2 separate regions of the Gossypium hirsutum genome follow, and region 2 is linked to region 1. A link is a contact called in public Hi-C data. All regions are on one chromosome and are shown on one strand. Each heading gives the region's core, a stretch centred on a gene start, on an enhancer-like site or on the middle of the called end of the contact. The rest is flanking DNA. Distances are from core to core; before and after follow the strand shown. Region 1 holds the start of LOC107900516 (putative oxidoreductase TDA3). Region 2 holds the start of LOC121223038 (probable receptor-like protein kinase At5g24010).

The links. Hi-C and Micro-C count contacts between places; a contact is called where the count stands out from the background.
Region 2: a Hi-C map of leaf shows a contact between it and region 1, with 1.8 times the contacts expected there. The contact joins the promoter of LOC121223038 here to the promoter of LOC107900516 in region 1. A contact is called at or near these places in 3 of 34 Hi-C or Micro-C datasets (all in leaf).

What each region holds. Positions count from the first base shown.
Region 1 is chrD11:26,693,932-26,697,521 of Gossypium_hirsutum_v2.1, reverse strand. LOC107900516 (putative oxidoreductase TDA3) reads left to right here and starts at 1,771. Exons shown (of 2, transcript XM_016826141.2): 1 at 1,771-2,956; 2 at 3,049-3,590. The coding sequence starts at 2,176. The coding sequence ends at 3,431.
Region 2 is chrD11:26,856,758-26,860,347 of Gossypium_hirsutum_v2.1, reverse strand. It overlaps LOC121223038 (probable receptor-like protein kinase At5g24010), which reads left to right and starts at 1,554. Exons shown (of 1, transcript XM_041103967.1): 1 at 1,554-3,590. The coding sequence starts at 1,765.

The DNA.
Region 1 (3,590 bases), core at 522-3,021:
CCCTTTTTTTAGATTAATAGGAAGGATGGCATATACTCTTTGATATTAAAATATGATTTAATATTTGGTATTTCAAATTTTTTCTTAATTTGATATTTAAATATTTTTAGTCTAATTTAGTATATTGGTATTTTTTTTTTATTAATTTAGTTTTAAATTTTTTTATCTAATTTGATACCTAAACTTATCAAATATTATACAAATTATCCTAAAACATTGATGGTGTTAGTTTTTTTTTTACGAGAGGACAAAAATAACTAATGTATAATCAATGTGATAGATAAAATAGAATTTAATGGCAAAAAAAGATAAAATTTGAAGTTTCCTTTTTTGCTAAACATTATGCTCAAATTCTATTTTTCAGTGGTGTTGAGAATATTTTGACTGTTAATGGTAGGAATGACTCAAGAGGAATTATATGCTTAAAACATGGCATAATCTTCACAAAGTCTTCAATTCTAAAAAAAATATTGTCTATATGAGATAAAGTTCATGTTAAAAAATTGTATTTTGAGCTATGCTTAATGAATTGATATTAAAGAAGAAATAAGAGCTTACCTAAAATAAAATAAAATCATTATTTAAATTTTAAAAAATACAAAAAATTGAACATTTAAACTACAAAAAAAAATCAATGTCATTTGCCTCATGTTGGTCATATATTGGTTATTTTTATTATCTCATAAAAAAAATAATATTGTAGTATATTGAAGTAATTGTATAACATTCGATAAGTTTATGTATCAAGTTGGACAAAAAAATGTTTAAGTATTAAATTAAAAAAATTAAGTTCAAATATCAAATATTATATTAAACTTTAAAATAATGAAAAAAATTAAAAAAATAAATTAAATTGAAAATTCAACTTTTAATGAGGGTGAAAAGAAAGTTTATTTAATAAAAAAAATTGAAGTGTTAGCATTTGAAAGGGATTAAAGTTGCATAAGTGTATAAAAGACCGAATTGATAATAATGTTATAGAATGATGATTAGAATGAGAAAGATAGTTGTTGATATATGTTAGGTCATTTTTCACTGTAATCCCACATTCGACCTACAATTATTTGAAATAATTAAAAAGTAATTATTACATGAAAATATGCCAACAATTGCATAATTAATGTTAATTAAGTGGAATTAGTGGTGGTCGGGGTCTGCTCCCTCTCATTCCCAAACATACATACATACATACATGCATGCATGCATCCAACTTCCCCATAATTTCATTACCTTCTCATACTTGAATCTTAAGTTTCTGATTATGGAATCCAACAAAAAACACTCCCCAATGACTTTACACTGTTTGTGAACTAAATTACCTAATTATCCTTTATAAATCATACCAACATTCCAATCTTTCTCTCTAATTTTGCTTTTAATCCTTATACTAAATTTAATCATTTTCCTTTTTGAAGTTACAACTGTTGTAATCAAATCAATTAACCATTAAAGTCTGATTGATAATAGTGTCAAATTGGAGCTTCTCTAAAATTGTGCTGAAGAAATGTAGTGTCTCGTATTTAAAATAAAAATCCTTACAACTCTAGATTTAATATTTTTATATACTTATCGGTTTTTTGTGATATTGATTGGGTGAGTAAATTTTTATTTCAGAAATATTATATAATTCAATTTAATAAAAAAAATTATATTTCAATTATTAAATCAAAAGAGTAAAATAAGTAAATACGTAAAAGATTAAATTTGAAATGAGGTGAAAGTATAATTAGACCTAAATATTTGGAATTAAACCTCAAGGCTATAAGATGCTAAAATTTGCTGTTTTGTTGGATATTATTATTTTTTGCTTTTAGGGCAAGCCACCTATGACCAGAAAGTGGAAGTTAAATGGGCTATAGATTTAGTGGACTAAACCCATTTTGATGGAACTGTGGAATCGACTATAGAATATCCAACCCATTTCCATTTGTCCAACGAAAACTGGTTACATTCCTCCTAGCTCCGTCACGCCCAGAAATTGATTCTAAATAACACGTGTCCTCAAACTACAACTTTCCTACAAAAGGCAATCGGTTTGATATCAAGGCGGTCATATCATCAGCATCGCCGGTATCCATAGCATCGCTCTTCCGACCAATCCGAAAATATCCAACACTCCCCGACCTCGTCATAACCGCCACTTCCACCTCCTGCTTATCGTCTTTATCGCAACCAATGGATGACCGGCAACAACCTGGATCGAAAAAGCGCGTGGTGGTCTGCGGGGGAGGCATAATCGGCGTTTGCACGGCTTATTTCCTTGCCAAGAAAGGCGCAGCCGTCACTCTCGTTGAAAAATCTTCGGTAGCTTGTGCCGCTTCCGGAAAAGCAGGCGGGTTCCTCGCCCTAGACTGGTGCGACGGTGGTCCCGTCGAATCACTCGCGCGTGCTAGCTTTAATCTCCACCGTTCACTCTCCGAAGAACTCAACGGCCCCGACTCGTACGGGTATCGGCCCTTGACCACTCTTAGCATCACAGTAACCGAATCAGGGCCTTCTTCTCCGTCCGGTTCCAAGTCGTCCGGTGACTCTATGATCCCATCATGGGTCGATGGGGCGACACGTGGGCCTAGAACAATCGGGACGACGCAAACAACAGCCCAAGTACATCCTCAATTATTCACAAGAACTCTGCTAAACACAGCCGTCGAGAAATATGGTGTTGAGGTGGTGATTGGGAAACTGGAGCAGCTACGTGTTGAGGAGGGGAGAGTTGGATCGGTTGTACTCGAAGGGGGACGAGTTATTGAGTCGGACTCGGTCGTTCTATCACTTGGGCCTTGGACTGGAAAGTTTGAGATGTTAGCTTCAATGTTCAGAGTTTCTGGGCTTAAGGCCCATAGTATTGTTTTGGAGCCGAAAGACCCTGGTGCCATAACGCCCCATGCCCTCTTTCTTAGCTTTCATCCGCAGGGCGGCAAAGCCATGGACCCCGAAGTTTACCCTCGTCCAACTGGTAAGTACGACTGTGATTTTTAAAAAAAAAAAATTGCATAGCAATGTTACGATAGTTGTAGTTATAAAAGTAAGCGTGATTTGGAATGGTAGGGGAAGTGTATATATGTGGGATGTCAGCGGAGGAAGAGGTGCCAGATGATCCAGAGCAAATAGTAGGCAACCCAGCATCAATAGCGATGCTAAAGAGAGTGGGTAAAAGTGTTTCGAGCCATCTGAGGGAAGGAGAAGCGCGAGTGAAGGCAGAGCAAGCTTGTTTCTTGCCATGCACCGACGATGGGGTGCCGATAATAGGAGAAGTTCCAGGGATGAAGGGGTGTTATGTTGCCACTGGTCACAGTTGTTGGGGGATACTCAATGGTCCAGCTACAGGTGCTGCTGTGGCTGAGCTTGTTCTTGAGGTACGTGCTACCATTGTTGATCTTAGTCGGTTTAGTCCTGCTAGATTTATTGGGCGTAGGAGGGTTAAAGTTTAAGTTGTATTTTCAGACACCATTTTTATGAAGCAAGTAAACGACCATGGGGGGATCAGATTTACCTTTATTTGTTTGTAAATTAAGGCAGAGATAAGCACCAGTTTGCTCTAAATCGTCGGTGGGATACCCCTCAACTGTGCTTGAGCTTTTCAAGTTATC
Region 2 (3,590 bases), core at 305-2,804, 160 kb before region 1:
TCATGGAGGATGATAGCTCTAATTTAGGACTACCATTGGGTGAGGATAGCAATGACAATGACAATGATATGGCTACATGTTAATTCACTTTCCGCAGGAAAATATTTTCAAGATGGGAGTGAGAGTTGTGCTAAAGGGTTTGCGTGTTGCATGGGGATAGGATTTCGACAGGTTGAGGTAGAATGTGATAATGCACTTTTAGTAGAATTATTGTTGGTTGGTGGATCTGTTAATAGCAGAATGGTGGACCTACATGTGATTCATGGTATCTTTAATCGTAAATGGAAGATGCGCATTCGCCATGTTCCTAGATCCCAAAACGCAGTTGCAGTTCATAGGGCAAGACTTGCGGTATCTGGTCTTCCAAGTCTAATGGTTTTTTAAGAACCTTCAATATCGATCCAATAACTTCTATTGGTTGATAAAAAGAGCTTTCATATGTCCTAAGATGTGTGTTTTTTTATAATCGCTTTATGCTGTTCTTTTCTACCAAAAGAAAAATTAAAAATTTTTACAAATAAAAGTTAAAGTGTACAAATTAGTGGGTGGAAAAAGTAAGGTTTATTGCTTTTAACCTTTCACTTATAAATATTATAACATTATAAATACTTCAACTTTTCATTTATAATTAGTAGAATATAATAAATATTTCGAAAATATTTTAACAAAATTAAAAAAAATATTTCTCAAAATAATGAGTCGAAGATTATTTATGTTTTCTATAGTAAAAACAGTATCGCATATGAACTCAAAACTATACCATAATTATATAATAATGAAATTTTAAATTCCTTAAAAGGAGATATCTTTTAAATAGGTGTCTCACTTATGGCAGACAATGACCAATTCACAATCGAAACTCATTGCCACTTTAATCTCAAACTCCAAAAAGAAAAGAAAAACCAAATTCCTAGAAAAATTGAGAAGTTAATTTATAGGACATTTTTTTTTCGTATTTTACAAAAATTAAAAAATTAGTCCAATTTGGATAAAATTATTAAACATTGTGATTAAAATGTTGAGTTGGAATTAACACTAAAAACAATTTATAAACAAAAAAAAAGTAATATTTTATATACAACAAATTAATAAAAATCAATAATTTTGATTAATATGTTTATCAACAACTAAACAACTTTTTAAATTTTTATTAAATATGATGATGGTTGAAAATAAAAGGATTAGTTTTTCAAAATTAATAAAGTAAAAGGATGGAATTAAAAAATAGACATGTTCCAATTTGCAAGCATCTAAAAATGTTTTCTTATTATGCAAGAGTTTCACACAGAAATTAAAAGACTCCAACTGTTCAACAAACTCACAACTGAGAATCAAGGTATTGGAATATATTTATTGGTTAGAAAAAGTAATTAATTTTCAAATTCGTACCAATTTTTTAAGTTATTTTAAAAGAAAATATGTGGTTTGAGGACAAAAATAGTAAAAGAAATGTAGGTAATATGAACGCAATAACTTTGGTTCTTTATTAAAGTTAAAGAAAGATAATCTTTTAGGTTGACATACCCTACTTCTTTATTAAAGTTAAAGAACAATCATCTTTCTTTTTAGACTAATAATTCATCTACTTTTAACTGCCTCCAAAGTCTCAAGGAAATTGCAATGCTTTCCAGCTTCCACACCATTAAAAGTATAGCTAAATGGTCCTCTTTTATCAACAATTCTCAATTTCCTTTATTCGGTTTCAAGCTGTCTACCCCCTTCTATTCTTAGTTACACTTGCCTCTTTACCATTTCATTCCTCCAATGGAAAAGCTTCAAAACCTCCTCCTCCTCCAGTTGTTGCTGCTTCTTCCCTTTTCATCAGCTTACACACCTCCACATAAGTACTTCATCAATTGTGGATCAAATTCTAATGTCTCAGGCAGCGGAGGTCGGAAATTTGTCGGTGACCTGAATTCCGGTGTTTCCTTCTTTGTAGGGCAAAGCGGCCCTGTCCCTCATGCAAATCCTTCATCATCTCAACTCTATCAATCTGCAAGAATCTATCGACGCCCTTTCTTTTACGAGTTTGTAATTAATGAGAACGGCACCTACTTTGTGCGTCTCCATTTCTTTGTTTCTTCATCTGATTCTAATCTAGCCACAGCTAAATTTAATGTCTCAGCTTCAGGATTTTGGCTATTATCAAACTTTACTTTCAGGAACAGTATTAGTTCACCTATCATCAAAGAATTTTTGGTCACCATCAATGAAAAGAGATTTAGGATCTGCTTCATACCTTCCCAAGGATCAAACTTGGCTTTCGTAAACGCCATCGAAGTCTTTCTTGCCCCTGAGGATTTCATCCCCGATACCGCTCCTCTTGTTACTCCTGCAGGAAGTAGAATTTCTTTTGATGGTTTGTCTTCTCAGGTGTTGCATACACTCTTTAGGATTAATGTTGGAGGGCCTACCCTCACACCAATAAATGATACATTGTGGAGGAACTGGATACCGGATGATAGTTTCTTGCTTAATCCAATGGCTGTAAGGAATAGTGACTTCTTCTCTGATTCACCTAACTATCGAGAAGGGGGAGCCACTGAATATACTGCCCCAGACCCTGTGTATAAGACTGCAAAAGAAATGAATATAGATGAGAGCAGGCAACTAAATTTCTTCAATGTTACATGGAGTTTTAATGTGAGCAAGAGTTCAAGTCACTTCGTCCGGGTCCATTTTTGTGACATAATTAGTGTATCTCTTAATGTCATAATCTTCGATCTCTATATCTACAACAAGTTTAGTGCAAGGATTAATCCATATGATAAAATGGGTCAGTTGGCTGCTCCATTTTACTATGATTTTGTAGTTGATTCTGATGAGTCCGGAATCATGAACATAAGTATAGGGCCTCGACCGAATTCTCCAAATCAAACTGCCTTTCTGAATGGGCTGGAGATAATGGAGTTAATAAAGAAATCAGATTTTGTTTCGTGTCCAGGGAATCTTGAAAGTAATAGGACTAGTTTGTTTGCTATAGTTGGATCCATTGGTGGGGGTTCATTTGTTATTATTTTGGTAGCAATAGTGCTTCTGAGTTTGAAAAGGAGAAACACAAAGCGTGGACAATCTTCAAGTTGGCCCTTCTCCGGGCCTTTCTATGCAAGGAGCAGTTCTTACAATAGAATGTCTGAAAAGACTTCCAATATGTTGCCTACTAATTTAAACCTTGCTTTGAGATTATCATATCATGAAATTGAGCAATCGACCAAGAACTTCGATTCCAACTTGGTAATTGGGGAGGGTGGATTCGGAAAAGTCTATCAAGGAATGTTTCGTGGCATAAAAGTGGCTGTGAAAAGGAGTGAGCCAGGACATGGCCAAGGCCTTTTAGAGTTCCAAACCGAGATAGTGGTCTTATCTCAAATTCGCCACCGTCATCTTGTTTCCTTAATCGGATATTGTGATGAAAGATTTGAAATGATATTGGTCTATGAATTCATGGAGCAAGGAACTCTTAGAGATCATCTCTATTATTCAACTGCCGATCTTGAGAAATCATACAGTACACGTTCTGAATTATCTTGGAAGCAAAGACTAGAAATTTGTATCGGTGCAGCTAAAGGCCTTAATTACCTGCATACAGG